Linked DNA regions of Gossypium arboreum: region 2 is linked to region 1. A link is a contact called in public Hi-C data. All regions are on one chromosome and are shown on one strand. The core of a region is the stretch at or near the end of the contact, and the rest is flanking DNA. Distances in the headings are between cores, read along the strand shown. Region 1 holds the start of LOC108484295 (E3 ubiquitin-protein ligase MIEL1). Region 2 holds the start of LOC108450009 (ISWI chromatin-remodeling complex ATPase CHR11).

What was found. A called contact is a pair of places that touch in the nucleus more often than the background predicts.
Region 2: a contact with region 1 is called in a Hi-C map of leaf, with 6 times the contacts expected there. The contact joins the promoter of LOC108450009 here to the promoter of LOC108484295 in region 1. A contact is called at or near these places in 2 of 5 Hi-C or Micro-C datasets (both in leaf).

Annotation. Positions count from the first base shown.
Region 1 is chr10:102,373,502-102,380,031 of ASM2569848v2, reverse strand. LOC108484295 (E3 ubiquitin-protein ligase MIEL1) reads left to right here and starts at 3,430. Exons shown (of 12, transcript XM_017788028.2): 1 at 3,430-3,682; 2 at 3,775-3,862; 3 at 4,005-4,061; 4 at 4,157-4,189; 5 at 4,285-4,362; 6 at 4,520-4,563; 7 at 4,659-4,699; 8 at 5,145-5,227; 9 at 5,306-5,397; 10 at 5,480-5,549; 11 at 5,672-5,713; 12 at 5,804-6,179. The coding sequence starts at 3,630. The coding sequence ends at 5,929.
Region 2 is chr10:102,590,867-102,598,244 of ASM2569848v2, reverse strand. It overlaps LOC108450009 (ISWI chromatin-remodeling complex ATPase CHR11), which reads right to left and starts at 3,780. Exons shown (of 25, transcript XM_017747427.2): 1 at 3,261-3,780; 2 at 2,920-3,051; 3 at 2,735-2,841; 4 at 2,413-2,519; 5 at 2,228-2,325; 6 at 1,921-2,100; 7 at 1,630-1,851; 8 at 1,128-1,262; 9 at 754-1,036; 10 at 606-679; 11 at 224-444; 12 at 67-154. The coding sequence starts at 3,449.

The DNA of each region.
Region 1 (6,530 bases), core at 2,181-4,680:
TAAAATATCTAACCAACTTTTCAATCTACAAGCAGACACCTCTCGGAATCATCAGAGACTTCATAAAAAATTTGGGATAGAAAGAAGAACTGATTGTGCTAAGGTGATTTTCCCTGCCATGGATAGCGTCCTAGCATCCCAACTCTGTAGTTTTTGCCTTACCTTATCCACCATAAAGCTTAGAGTATTTTTGATAAACCTTTCATGAAGGAGAGGCACACCTAAATACTTACCTAAATTCTAAACTTCTTGAAAACCAAACATTTGAATAATTTTATTGTGAACATCACTTGATGTAATCTTGGAAAAGAAGATACTACTCTTCCTAATGCTAATTCGATGCCTCGAAGTCTCACAAAACTGCTTAAGGATGGAATCGAACAGCCAAGCTTGATCAAGATAAGCTTTACAAAAGATAACAAGGTCGTCCGCAAAAAATAAATGAGAGATATTAGGGCTATTGCTTGATAACCGAATTAATTCCCAATTACCTAACTCCATTTTCATGCGAATAATGTGCCCCAACCATTCCATGCAGAGAACAAATAGGTATGGCAACAGAGGGCATCCTTGACGGATTCCTCTAACTGGTTTAAACTTACGAGTAGGCACACTATTCCAAAGGATCTGCATAGAAGAGGACGAAATAGCTGACATGATCACTTTACGCAAAAAAATAGGGATTCTGGCTGCATTCAAAGAAGTATCTCCCAGCTAACTCTGTCATATGCTTTTTCCAAGTCTAACTTAAAGGCCATCCAGTTTTTCCCTTTCCGCTTACACCGCATGGAGTGAATAACCTCCTGAGCAAGAATAATGTTGTCTAAAATATTCCGGCCAACTATAAAACCAGTTTTCCTGGGAGATTAGCTTGGGAAAAATCACCTTAAACCTATTAGCGATCACTTTCATCACCAACTTGTAAAGCACAGAGCACAAGCTAATGGGCCGAAATTGGCTGAAATCTTTAGGATTCTCTTTTTTGGGAATTAAGACAATCAGCGTGTTATTCAGTTCCTGATCAATCTGTCTTCCAGAGAAGTCCTCTTTGACCCATTGACACACATCTCTACCAAGAGTATCCCACTAACTTTGAAAAAAGAGGGCATTATATCCATCACTACCAGGCGCTTTTAGAGGCGCCATATCAAAAATCGCCCTTTTGATTTCCTCATCTGTGACTTCAGCTTCCAAAAAAGAGATTTCTGAAAGAGTAAGGTTAGGAAAACCAAAACAAGGCGTACCTCTTAAAATAGGGGGAGTCTCGCCATACAGCCTTTCAAAGAATTCTACCGCTTTAGATTGCAAGATATCTTGATCAGAACACCAATCTCCACCATTTATATGTAAGGTAGAAATGCGATTGAATTTCCTTCTCTTAATCGTGCGATTATGAGAGAATTTTGTGTTTTTATCTCCCAACTGCAACCAGTCACAATGAGCCTTTTGTCTCCAAAGTAAGTCTTCATGGTCAAGGATGTTTTCCAATTCATCACGAACTTCCAATTCTTTCTGAGTTGACTAGATGAAAAATGGTTAATGGCCTTTTGAATATTACTAAGAGATCTCAAAAGGAGATGTTTTCGAACACCTAAAAAACCATACACATCCCTATTCCAAAGTTTAACAGAAAAAGTAAAATTATTAAGAGAATCAACCATATTACCAGCAAAATTCCACTTATCTTTAACAAAAGTGGGGAAAGATTTATGATGCATCCATCCTGCTAAAAATCTGAAAGGTCTTCCTTTAGGAACGCCATGATTCAGACTAGTGGATAGCAAAAGAGGCTGATGTTCAGATTTAGTACGAGTGAACCAAGCACTGCAGAAAAGTTAGCATCCAATCATCATTTGCTAAAGCCCGATCCAATCTTACAAAAGTACCACCGCATTGTCATGTGAAGGGGGGTCCACTAAACCCTAAATCCTGCAAAGCATAAGAGTCAACGAAATTAAAAAAAAATTCACAGCGTTTACCTATATTAAAAGGGCTTCTCTTATCTGCAGGAGATAAAATAGCGTTAAAATCCCCCATGATGAGCCAAGGAATAGGCTGGACTAGAGATACAAATTTTAAACTATCCCAAAGGAGCTTGTGTTTCAACCTGTCAGGGCTACCATAAACAAAAGTGATTAAAAGAGACTTATTTAAAATAAAATTGTCAACGCTACGGGAAATATATTGAGGATGATTACTACATAATGCGAATTCTAAAAGAATCCTTCCATACAGCTTCAACCCGATGAGAAGAATTGAAGCCCAATTGTTCAATAATAAAATTGGTTTTTTTACCGCTTACTCTAGGTTCAACCAGGCATACAATATCTGGACTATGCTCCAAATTATATTGGCGGAAGGCCTGAAAAAAATTTCTACTAGCACACCCTTGACAATTTCAAGAGAAAATTTTTAGATTAGGTACCATCAACATAAAAAACTATATAAATAAGAGAAAGAATATAACCATACTCTAGATTAGATGTTATTTTTAAACATACAATTGTATTCTAAATCATTAGTTTCAAGAATATAATAAGAATTGTAATAATAATTATTATTGTGTTTTGTGACCATCAACGTGAACTCTACTGCTCATAAATAATGTGTTAAAATAAATAAAATTTGAATTAAACTAATTTTACTTTAATGCTTAAGTTAGGGTTTATTATGCCTAAATTTAAATATATTTAAAAGTTCATTAGTCGAGCTGACGTAATTTTTAATTTAAATCCAAAACTCAAAAGTTTTTATGTCACTTAAAAGGAAATTATATTTATCAAATTTTTTTCATTAATTTATCACTAAAAGATTCCTTTTTTAACTTATTAAACTAAAATATGAGATTAATGATAGTAATAATATTAATGATAGTAATAATATTATATAAATAAGAAAAGTTAAATCGCAAATTAAATTGAAAATGTAATCAATGTATTTTAATTTAGTAGAGTTTAAATTTTTTATTCTTAATTTCTATTTTACTATTCATATCTCTCAACAATATCATCTCTAACATTTTGAATCTAAATTTTTTTCTGAAAATACTCAACCTGTTATTCATGTTTTTCTTTGGATAATGCAATAAGGAAAACCATAATTCAGGTTTTAAGTTTAATCAATTGATATGAAGGAAGAACAATTTTTGGATTCAGCTTCAAGTTGAATGGAAACAAAAAGCGACTTGCACATGATTGTTAAAATGCCCCCAAAAAGAAAAATTACGGACTGAAACACGAGTCGCTGACACTGCGGCAACTGGTCCCTCTATCTTAAAGTCATCACTGGCAGGCACTCCCCCCACCTTATCCTTTGTCTCTCTCTCCCAACAGAATCTCATTATTTCTATTATTCAATAATTACTATTGCCTTTTTCTTTTTTTGGGTATTCAATTACTATTGCCTTTTAATATGTAAGATAGCTATTGTTATATTTTTATATTTTTATATAAACGAGTGGCCCTTTGAAGGCGGGGTTGGGGTTCTTTTCTCTTCATTTAAGAATCCACGACAATCCAAGAAAATTTAAATCCCATCTTCCCAATTCAGGAAACCCCCTCTTCTTTCTTGGTTTCCTCTGGATAATCCAAGAAGAAAAGAACAAAATTTGTCTTCCAATTCTCCTGGAGATGGAGGCCTCTTCAGCCAATGAACGCCTTCATTTTGGGAAGATGGGATATGGGTATCTCTTCTTTCTTCTTATCCCTTTTTTGTTTTTTTGGGGGTCTTTTCCATCAATGATTCATTGGGTTTGTTTGTTTTTTCCTTTTATAGATGCCAACATTATAGGAGGAGATGTAAGATTCGAGCTCCATGTTGCAACGAGGTTTTCTGGTGTCGCCATTGCCACAATGAGGCTTCGGTATTCGTTTTCAGCATTTTTTCTGCATTCCCCCCCCTTTTTTTTCTATGTTTTAAGCTGAAAGCTCCCACGTTTCTGACTGTTTATGCAATTTCTTGTTCTGGGTATTCATTGTATTTGGATTCACTTATTGGTTCTTCAGAGCTTGTTAAAGAACCCCATGGACAGGCACGAGATTGTTCGCCAAGGCGTTAAACAAGTACGAAATTGAAAATCGCTGTGTTTTTCTTTTCTTTCAATTTATTGTCTTTCTGTTTTCAAGTTAATCATTTGTGCCAATTTGTTTCTGTGTAGGTTATTTGTTCGGTTTGTGACACAGAGCAGCCGGTTTGTGTTTCAGATTTGTATCTTTTAAGACACAAAAGGACCCTTTTCTTTGGTTTATGTTTTCACTTTGGGTGTTGGTTTTTTATGTTGTGTAGGTCGCTCAACTTTGTTCAAATTGTGGCGTCAACATGGGAGAATATTTCTGTGCAATTTGCATGTTCTTTGATGACGATGTAAGTACTTAAGTTTTTTCAAGATATAACTAATGAAATAGTTGATAAACATTAGCTTAAGATATAAGGAATGGATGGGCGTTTGATCCTTGTGTGTTTTACTATATAATGTTTATTTTTTCCATTAATGTTTACCGTTCGGTTACATCTAACGCAGACCGAGAAGGAGCACTTTCATTGCCATGATTGTGGGATCTGCAGGTTAGTTACCAAGTTTTAAGTATATATGGCTGTTATTTTCGTCTTGATTGCTTGAATTCAAGCTATGAGACTTAATAGAATGATTTTTGATACAGAGTCGGAGGTCGTGATAACTTTTTTCATTGCAAAAAGTGCGGTATGTACTTAACACCTTTATATCCCATTTCTTACCTTATCATGCTTGGTTCAAAGTTCTTAGATTCAATCCCATTTTTTACTTTGTAATGGTATTTGTGGCTGATTTTTTATTTCATATTCAGTCGTATTCAATAATTTGCATTTTTCATTGGGTTGTTTCGAACTATTCTGGATTTTGCTGTCATGCACTTTCATAATCGGTCTTGTTTTTGTTCGTCGTTGTTCTCAGTACACTATACTTATGAGTTCATTTTCATGTTTATATTCTTCTACTTTAATTTAGAACTATACTATTTTGATGTGAACTCACCGAAAACATCAGTCAATCGTGTTTTGAGGAGTTTAAACATTGAATTCCATCCCCTGCTTACAGTATCTCTTTTATTCAATGGTACATCTATTTGTTTTGCACAATAACCACACGTACTTATGCCATTGGGCAGGGTCTTGCTATGCCATTGCGTTGCGAGATAATCATTTGTGCGTGGAGAACTCGATGCGGCATCATTGCCCCATATGTTATGAGGTTCATCTTTTCTACTTCCTGCAATTATATTTAGTAAATATTTGTATCCGCTAATAGTGGATCGTATTGTATCTCCAGTACCTATTCGATTCGTTGAAAGATACCACTGTGATGAAATGCGGTCACACGATGCACTGCGAATGTTACTATGAGATGATAAAGCGAAACAAGTGAGTGACAACGAGTTCTTCCTTGTATAATCTTAACTGTTCTAGTTGTTCTTCCGAATTTAAAACAGTGTTGTTTGCTCAGATATTGTTGTCCTATATGCTCGAAGTCAGTAATCGATATGTCTAGAACCTGGAAGAGGATAGACGAAGAGGTACATATTGTTCGACTTTAAGCTCATCAAACTCGTAATTAACAGCCTTGTCTTTGATTTAGTTGCTTCATTCTGTTTTTGTCCACACTGATTCACAACATAATTATCTTGTTTGTTGTCAGATAGAAGCAACTGTAATGCCAGAGGACTACCGGCACAAGAAGGTGTGTGCATACTATGATTCTTGTTCATATCGAACAACCTGTTGCTTTATATCCGAATCACGTATATCTTGATTTAACAAACGAATGCAGGTTTGGATCCTATGCAATGACTGCAATGACACTACAGAAGTTTACTTCCACATAATAGGGCAGAAATGCAGTCACTGTAAATCATATAACACACGCACAATTGCCCCTCCCATACTTCCTCACTGAAAAGATCACGAGTGAGAAACAAAGAAGTGAGCTCGAGGCATCTAAGGTTTGGGCCTCTAATCATAAACCGGAAGACAAATTCTTGATTACATGTTACAATCATTTAAACTTGTGTTCATCATTGGATTGATTACTGTATCACAATAGTATATGATTCATATGGAACTGCCATTTTTATATCTTATGAATTTCTTTCTCCCATTTCGGAGTTTTAGAAAAAGAATGCAATGGTCGATTGTTTCATTGATAATTGGCTGAACCCTCTTTTTCTGCTCATTTTTTTTTTATGTCATCCTTCCATTATTTCTTTTAGAACATTTATCATCCAGTGGAAGTTATATTTGAACTCAAAGCTCAATTTAGTTCATTCATGCAGTCGACTGCAAAATATGGCATTTAGCATTTTTTAATTTGAATTTTAGTACTTAATCTGTTATTTTCCATGAAAATGAAAGAACCAAGAAATTAAACCCCAAAAAGAACCCTTTTCTTTTCAAGTTTATTCATTTTCAATAAATTAATTTTAAATAATTAAACATTGAAAATAAGAAGTGGAATGGTATTTATTTCATTTAGTGTTAAATTTAGAGAAAGTTGTCGT
Region 2 (7,378 bases), core at 2,531-5,030, 220 kb before region 1:
TGAGTCTATCCTTAGCATATGCTAAACTTCCAAACTAGCATACAAAGACAATTTTCAAATTTAGACCTCTGTGCAAAAGCGGAACACTTGAACTTCTTTCTTTTGACCAATCCTATGAGCACGATCTTGTGCTTGCAAATCAACTTGTGGGTTCCTGCAAGATCCCCCTATTATCATAGATCCAACGAGTAAACAAAGTAATAAAAAATAGGTAGATCCTTACCAGTCACTATCGTAAAGAATGACAACATCTGCTGTAGCAAGGTTAATACCAAGGCCTCCAGCTCTAGTTGATAACAAGAAAACAAATTTCTCACTTCCAGGCTTATTAAAGGATTCAATGGACGCATCACGATCTTCTCCACCTGTATTACCATCAATCCGGCAATACAGGTACCCGCGAAACATCAAATAATCTTCAAGAATATCCAGCAGCCTTGTCATCTGAATTCAATAAATTCCCACATATAAAGATGTAAATGCTGTAAACAAACTAAAATTAGAAGAATAATGTATGGAATACATACAGAGGTGATGACACATTCACATTCAGTGCAGAGGCATCAATAAACATATAGATAATTTTAGACAACCCTCAAAATTACCTGTGAAAATATCAGAACTCGAGAATCACGTTCCTTCAGCTTTGGAAGTAACTTGTCCAAGAGAACCATTTTGCCTGGAAATAAACCGGGAAGGTCAGTTCTCATTCAATACCAATAAAAGCCTATATCACCTGGGAAGTAAACTTACCGGCATTGGTTATAAGATGGTCCCCTGTAGTATATGGAGGTCCAGGTTCAGCACCTTGGAAAAGATATGGGTGATTACAGCATTTGCGCAGCTGCATTGCAATGTTCAGAAGACGCTTACGCTCTCCACCAGCATTAACAACTTCAAGATCTTTTTGCAACAAAGCCCTATAGTACTGTTTCTGCATCTGGGACATTCCTACTTTCAGGATAGTTTCCTTCTTGGGAGGCAAACCTTTTTCAACATCTGATTTCAATCTACGAAGGAGAAATGGACGAAGAACCTAAGGATGCAGAGACAAAAAAAAGGTATGACTTATTCGTTCAAACCCACAGGCCTGGCACAAAGAAAGGCAATTTTTCATTTTAACATGCCTTGTGAAGTTGTTGAACGACTTCCTGCTGATCATTTTCACCAGAAATCTGGAACCACTCATCAAAGGTTTCAGCTGAACTAAAAATCTCCGGCAATAAAAAGTTAAGAAGAGACCAAAGCTCATGGAGATTATTCTGCAAAAAAGAAATCAAAAGATACCAAGATTATTACATGTACTGACCAATGAAGTGTTAAAATGATTCAAGTACAAGAAATCAACAAGACAAGAAAAAACAGTCACTATTGATCAGGCTAATATGAATAACAAATGAAGTACAAAACAGATAAAAAAAAATATTAGCAAAATCATTTCAGGTGGAACCTAAAAAGGACCCAACCAAGAAAAAGGGATACATGCTAGACCAACTTTTCAACTGAAATGCAAGTCAAGAACATTAAATAGCATAGGCATTTATGGTGAAGTAAGCAGACGCCAAGACTGGAAGTAGACATATAAAACTCAGTAAGTACTTCCATATCAAAGAACATTTGGATGCATACCTGAAGTGGAGTACCCGTAATAAGAAGACGGTAATTAGTATTGTAGAGTCTCATTGTTTTTGAAAGGAGTGAATTCTCATTCTTGATTCGATGGGCTTCATCAATAATTATATAGCGCCAACTAAAACGACGCAAGGCAGACTTCTCCTTGATGGCCATTTCAAAACTTGTGACACAGACATCAAACTTCCCAGCAACCAGTAACTCCTCACGGATGTATCTCTGTAGAAATTAAAAGGCATCAAGAATCATGTATAGAGTAAACGGTAAAGCATGCATCAAGCAACTTACTCGTTCCTCAGGATTCCCAAGAAACTTTACAGCTCGCAAGACTGGGCAAAACCGACGAATTTCATTCATCCAGTTACCAAGAGTTGATTTTGGAGCAACAACCATATGAGGGCCAGTAATCCCACGGTATTCATGCAGATAGCCCATTAAGGAAATGGTTTGCAAAGTTTTTCCCAATCCCTGCATTCAAACATTTAGTGAACAAACATCAGCCAGTGACATTGCTGCTTGTTCTGACCGTAGAATCGAGACTTGATAATGAACTTAAAAAGTAAACAATCTATAAAGTCACAGCTACACCACATACCATTTCATCTGCTAGAATTCCGTTGATACCATTCTCATACAGTCGTATAAGCCAATTTAAACCAGCAAGTTGGTAGTCCCTCATCTTTCCCTGAATACCTAGAGATACAGAGATGGAGAAATGAAAAAAGTTGAACTGATTTCTCCAACTGATAGGTCTAGGTGAGCAAGAGAGAAAGAACTTACAAGAAGGCTGAGCCACCAATCTAGTATTTCCAGACAAACCATCTTCTTCCTCCTTCAAACACTCTTCATCTTCTTCCTCTTCAGTTACTTTTGAAGCATGACGGCCCCTACATTAAACAATTGGTGGAAACCATTACTAGAGAATGTCTAAGTCAAAACAACTTTAATATAAAGTAGTTCCAAAAAAAAAAAAACAATGAAAATCATCAAAGCCAAATGATAAAAAAAAAAATGCATTGTTTACAACCAGCAATATCATAAAAACAACACAAAAAAGGATAAATCGCGGATTTCAACATATTTTGCAGTATATATTCTGTACCTTCCTTTCACCTTCTTTTGTGATGAAGATTGGTCACCTTTAGCAAAATGAGCAAACAACTCGGTTTGCTGCAAAAGATACTTCAAACGCCCCTTCCCCCTATTATTCTGCCACAAATCAAGCATTACAGAACCATCAATTATACTTAAAATAACTGAATGTGAACTTTTCTATAGAATACACACCATATCGGCATCAATGGCAGCATTCTGAGCGTCCAATATTTCCTGAACCTTCTGCTTCTTTAGCTTCTGCATTTCTTTTAACCTTTCCTTTTCACGCTTACTAACTTCTGGATCATCACCGTTAGACTCGTCCTACAAAAAAAAAAATCATTTAGATAGGAACATTAAAGTTGAAATTAAGCTTCCCTAGGAGCATAATTCATTCTAGAGTGTACAAACTAAAAGTTTAAAAGTAAAGTTTTTCAATCATTAGCAAACCCTAACTATAAACAACAACCAAAAGGAAAAAATTTTGAAAGCAAGATAAAGAAGTTGATAAGAGGGGGCAAATAGTAAAAGACCTCATCGGCGATTTCTTCAGGGACGGGTTCATCGTCTTCGTCGGAAGCGGCGTCGGAGCATGCAACGGCTTCGAGCTCTTCGTCGTCGTCGTCTTCCTCCATCCGGTCGTTGATTCGCTCATCTTCAGAAGAATTGGAGCCGTTGGATAGGACTTCATCAGACGACGCCGGCTTCGACGATTTCGCCATCACTTTGACAGATCGAGGGTTTCTTCTTTCTCTTTGTCTTCTATTTTTCGTTCAGTGAAAGAAAAAAAAAGAGTGACTGTATAAAAGGCCGAATATTTATTTGTAAGGGAAGTTATGGGGTGCAAAATAAAATTGAGAGTGAAATAAAGTTGGTAAATTTGTGGCCGTTGGATTTGGAGATGGGGAGATTTAATGCTTTGAAGTGGATTGAGTGTCAATTGAGGAATTTCCCGCCAATTAGAGAAACCACGATTTCCCGCCTACTTAACCCGCTGGCTGCCTACCTCAGGCCTCAGCGTCGTCGTTCTCGGAGTTGGCAAAGTTCCAACCCTTCAATTCACCGATTTGAGTTGCCATGTTAAAGTTTTTTCAAAATCGATTTATTAAAATTCAATTTAATTTGGATTGAATTTTAAAAGTTGAATAGAATTAGTTGAATTAAATTTTCATAATAATTTTCTTTTAATAGTTTTCAATAAGATTTAAAATTCTAAATTGCAATTCATTTCATGAACATTTTTACATGAACACCATGATTGAAGATTACAAAGACAATATTCTTTCTTTAAAGGAGAACATAGTATGTTGATACAAGGCCCAATAAAGGAGGATATAGTGGTGAATCAGTGACGGTCGGTTCACCTAGAAAGGAGAAGAGTAAAAAAGAAACAAGAGAATAGATTAACTAAGGTGAAAGATGAGAGGTTTGCTCAAAGTAACTTGAGGGTTTCAAAAGGTCAATCTTTTTTTTCATCGTTGTAAGGGTATTTATAGGTAAGGTACTCATGTCCACAAGTGTGACGTGGCAGGATAAATACTCAATCCTACAAGATGCGTAAAAGATATTTATGGGCGTGAAGGGTGTGCACCGTAGGGCCCATCTTATTATGTACTCGATTAATACAATGAACTTATGCCTAAACAAGCTCCTTATTGAATTAAGAGTGTGTTCACACCTAAAAGCAGGTGGTATTGATGATGAAAAGGTGTTACAACTCCCCAAGTTTAGGTGGGTGGCCAACTAAGATACTATCTTAAATGGAGTAAAAAAGGAAGTCAACTTTTTTGCCACGCTGACACGTGTCTATGTAGCGAAGGGGTATAACAATAGTCCTCTAGTCGAACAAGAGGTTATACAATGGCCTTTCTTGAGATATTCATCTATGTAACTTTTTAAAGAAGATGAAAAATGCTTCCCCTTACCGTGGAAAGCGAAGAGTTATTGCATCTATTGTAGAAGTTTCATCATAAATTTGATTATGTTTAGGGAGAAGTGACCATGATGAAAGATGTTTGACACGGTACATGGCTAGATGCCATTGGCCATGGCCTTCGAGCCCAAAACGGTGCCTTTATGAAATCTTGTTAGAAAAATCTATAAATTTGGGTTCCAATCATCTATGAAGCCATTAATGTTTTCTTGAATTCTTACATTTTCTTAATTTTTCTTTAGTTGTTGCCAACTTCAAAGTTTAAGGGTTTTCCATATGTTTTGCTTTCAACTTTTCGTTTGTTCTTTTGCCATTTTTGCCACAAGAATCTACAATGGCTAGGGGTCAAAGGTTTATAAGAGAGAGAAGGTCTACAATGAGCTAACCATCACCTCCACAGCCAAGGGACAGGTTTTCTGCCACCTAAGATAAGCGATTGTGATGGGTACAACCTCAAAAAGGGAAAACTCATTTGTGAAATGAGCCTTGGATGAATAGAATGCTATTGGTCAATTTGAATGCACCACCATTAAACAACAAATGTAAAGGGTGTTGAGGTATAGAGTGTCACACCCGGCTTCCACTGAAACTGGAAATTAAGAAATAATTAAGGGGTTACATTAAAAGAAGCCATAAGTTGGCGATCTCTACTGGAAAATCAAGAGAAGATAGTAACCAATTTAGGACTTGGTTAAAATCTAATGCTAGTTTGGTTGGATTCAAACCAGTTGTTTCTTTAATGGGAGACACCATGATTATCAATGGATGGATTTTACACGATTAAAGGTTATAGAAGAAGGGTTATAAATAGCTAAGAGGTGACTTCCAAAAGAGGATTCATCTTGATTCTGTTTCATTTTTCTCCCTATCTTCATCTTCTTCCTTAGATGCTTCGAGGAAGTGATAGTTATAAAAAGCTCTACACGAAGCAATGATCGTGATGAATTACTTAGAGAAGTAGAAAATCCAAGGAGTTAGTAAGGTTCTAAGCCCTTTGGTGTACATAAGATTTAGAAAACAAAGTTAAGGGTTATTAGAACCATTTTAGGGGATTCTACATGCTTTCTGGAAACCTGAGTTTTAATATGAAAATACTAAGTTTAACTCATGATTTTGGATTTTTCATGCTTAGCTACCAGAAGAGTAGAAGCTCTAGCGTTTAGAAAAGCTAAGCGGAGAAGGAGGTAAAGAAGTGTCAGGTGAGTTTTTGTACTCTATTTACTGAAATACTTGGCAGTTGTCTCGGTTTTGTGTTAAGTCCTATTATGATGAATGAATTCTGCTGATTGCATATACCAAGCTTGCATAAGATTGTTTGATATATGGTATCTGCTACGTAGCTTAGTATGTATGAGATAGTTAGAAATCTACATTTAAAAAGGATAGCATGTTCCATGTAGTAATGAAAGTGAAACACATATATTACCTGAATGAATGGTGGGAAAATAATCGAAGGGATAGATGGAGCTATGATATAAGAATAAAAATTTTTGTTAGATATTGCCATACGATATTGCTGTGTGCAAACCTTGATATGCGAAGCTCTGGACCTTGTGGAGGGGGAACTGCGGTGTTCAAGCATCAAGAATAGGAGAAAATAGAATTCCGTTAAAATTTCACCATCCGAGATTGTTGGGAGCAAACCGTGATGTGGAAAGCTGTAGGCCTTGCAGGGGGACACTTTGGTGTTCGAGGATCAATGTGAATATGAGATAAATCAATGTTGATAGCATAAGTTTCCACAGAGCAACACCGCAATGGCAGTCGGTAGGCTTTATGGGGTGACACCGCAATGACGATAAGGTTGTTTGATGTGACACCTTAAAGAGGTATAAAGTCTAAAACCATAGCTCAACTTTGGTAACTGGAGTAGTCTGCTGGGACAGTAAACATGGAGTAGTCCGTCAATGAAGGAAAAATGTAATAGAAATGGGAAATAGTCTATCAAAACAGTAATCATGGAAGCTGGTAAGGCATAAGGGTAATATCCCGACAAGAGCCAGTCATGGGGACTGACGAGCCAATAAAGCTTAGTGTATGGGTAAACGAAAGGAGAATTAGTTGAGGATCGTAGTAAGAATCTGTCGATAAGAATTTTTGGTAGGTTAGAAACACAATCATAAGCACCTCAGTGAGTTTACTTGGAATAGAGGGGTCAGTTGGGCACCCTGAACCTAAAGAAGTGCTAAGAGGGATGACACAAGTGACAAGTATGTCTGTTAAGACTATGTCTCCTTAATGAAAATCCATTACGAATGTACCCACTCTGCTATTAAAGATAGGCGGATGAAGAATAAATGTTTGACACCCAGGCACACCAAAATAGTTAAAACGAAACAGGGAGTAGTGTGTTTGAATCTTCTCTATCTGAAAACCCCTGCAAGATGGGGTTTATTTAGTGTAATGTAGTAGAAACTCCTAAGTGCATTGAATTTACGAAGGTGTTGGCTTGTGGTTTGCAAGAATCATAGGATAAATAGCTTGAGGAGGGACCAACTAGACTGTGATAGATCAAGGATCATTGTCAGTAAGAGTCATGCACATAGAAAGTGGGTACACTTAGAGGCTTCATCTTGAGGTGGAACATGTTGTGGTTATGTAGATCCCTTACGGTATGTGTCTAGAGATAGTAAACTTTATTTTAAATTTTAAGGTTTCTTTTGTTAGTAAATAGCTATTAATTAATAAAATTAGTCTAGAAGTTATTAACCTTGAAAT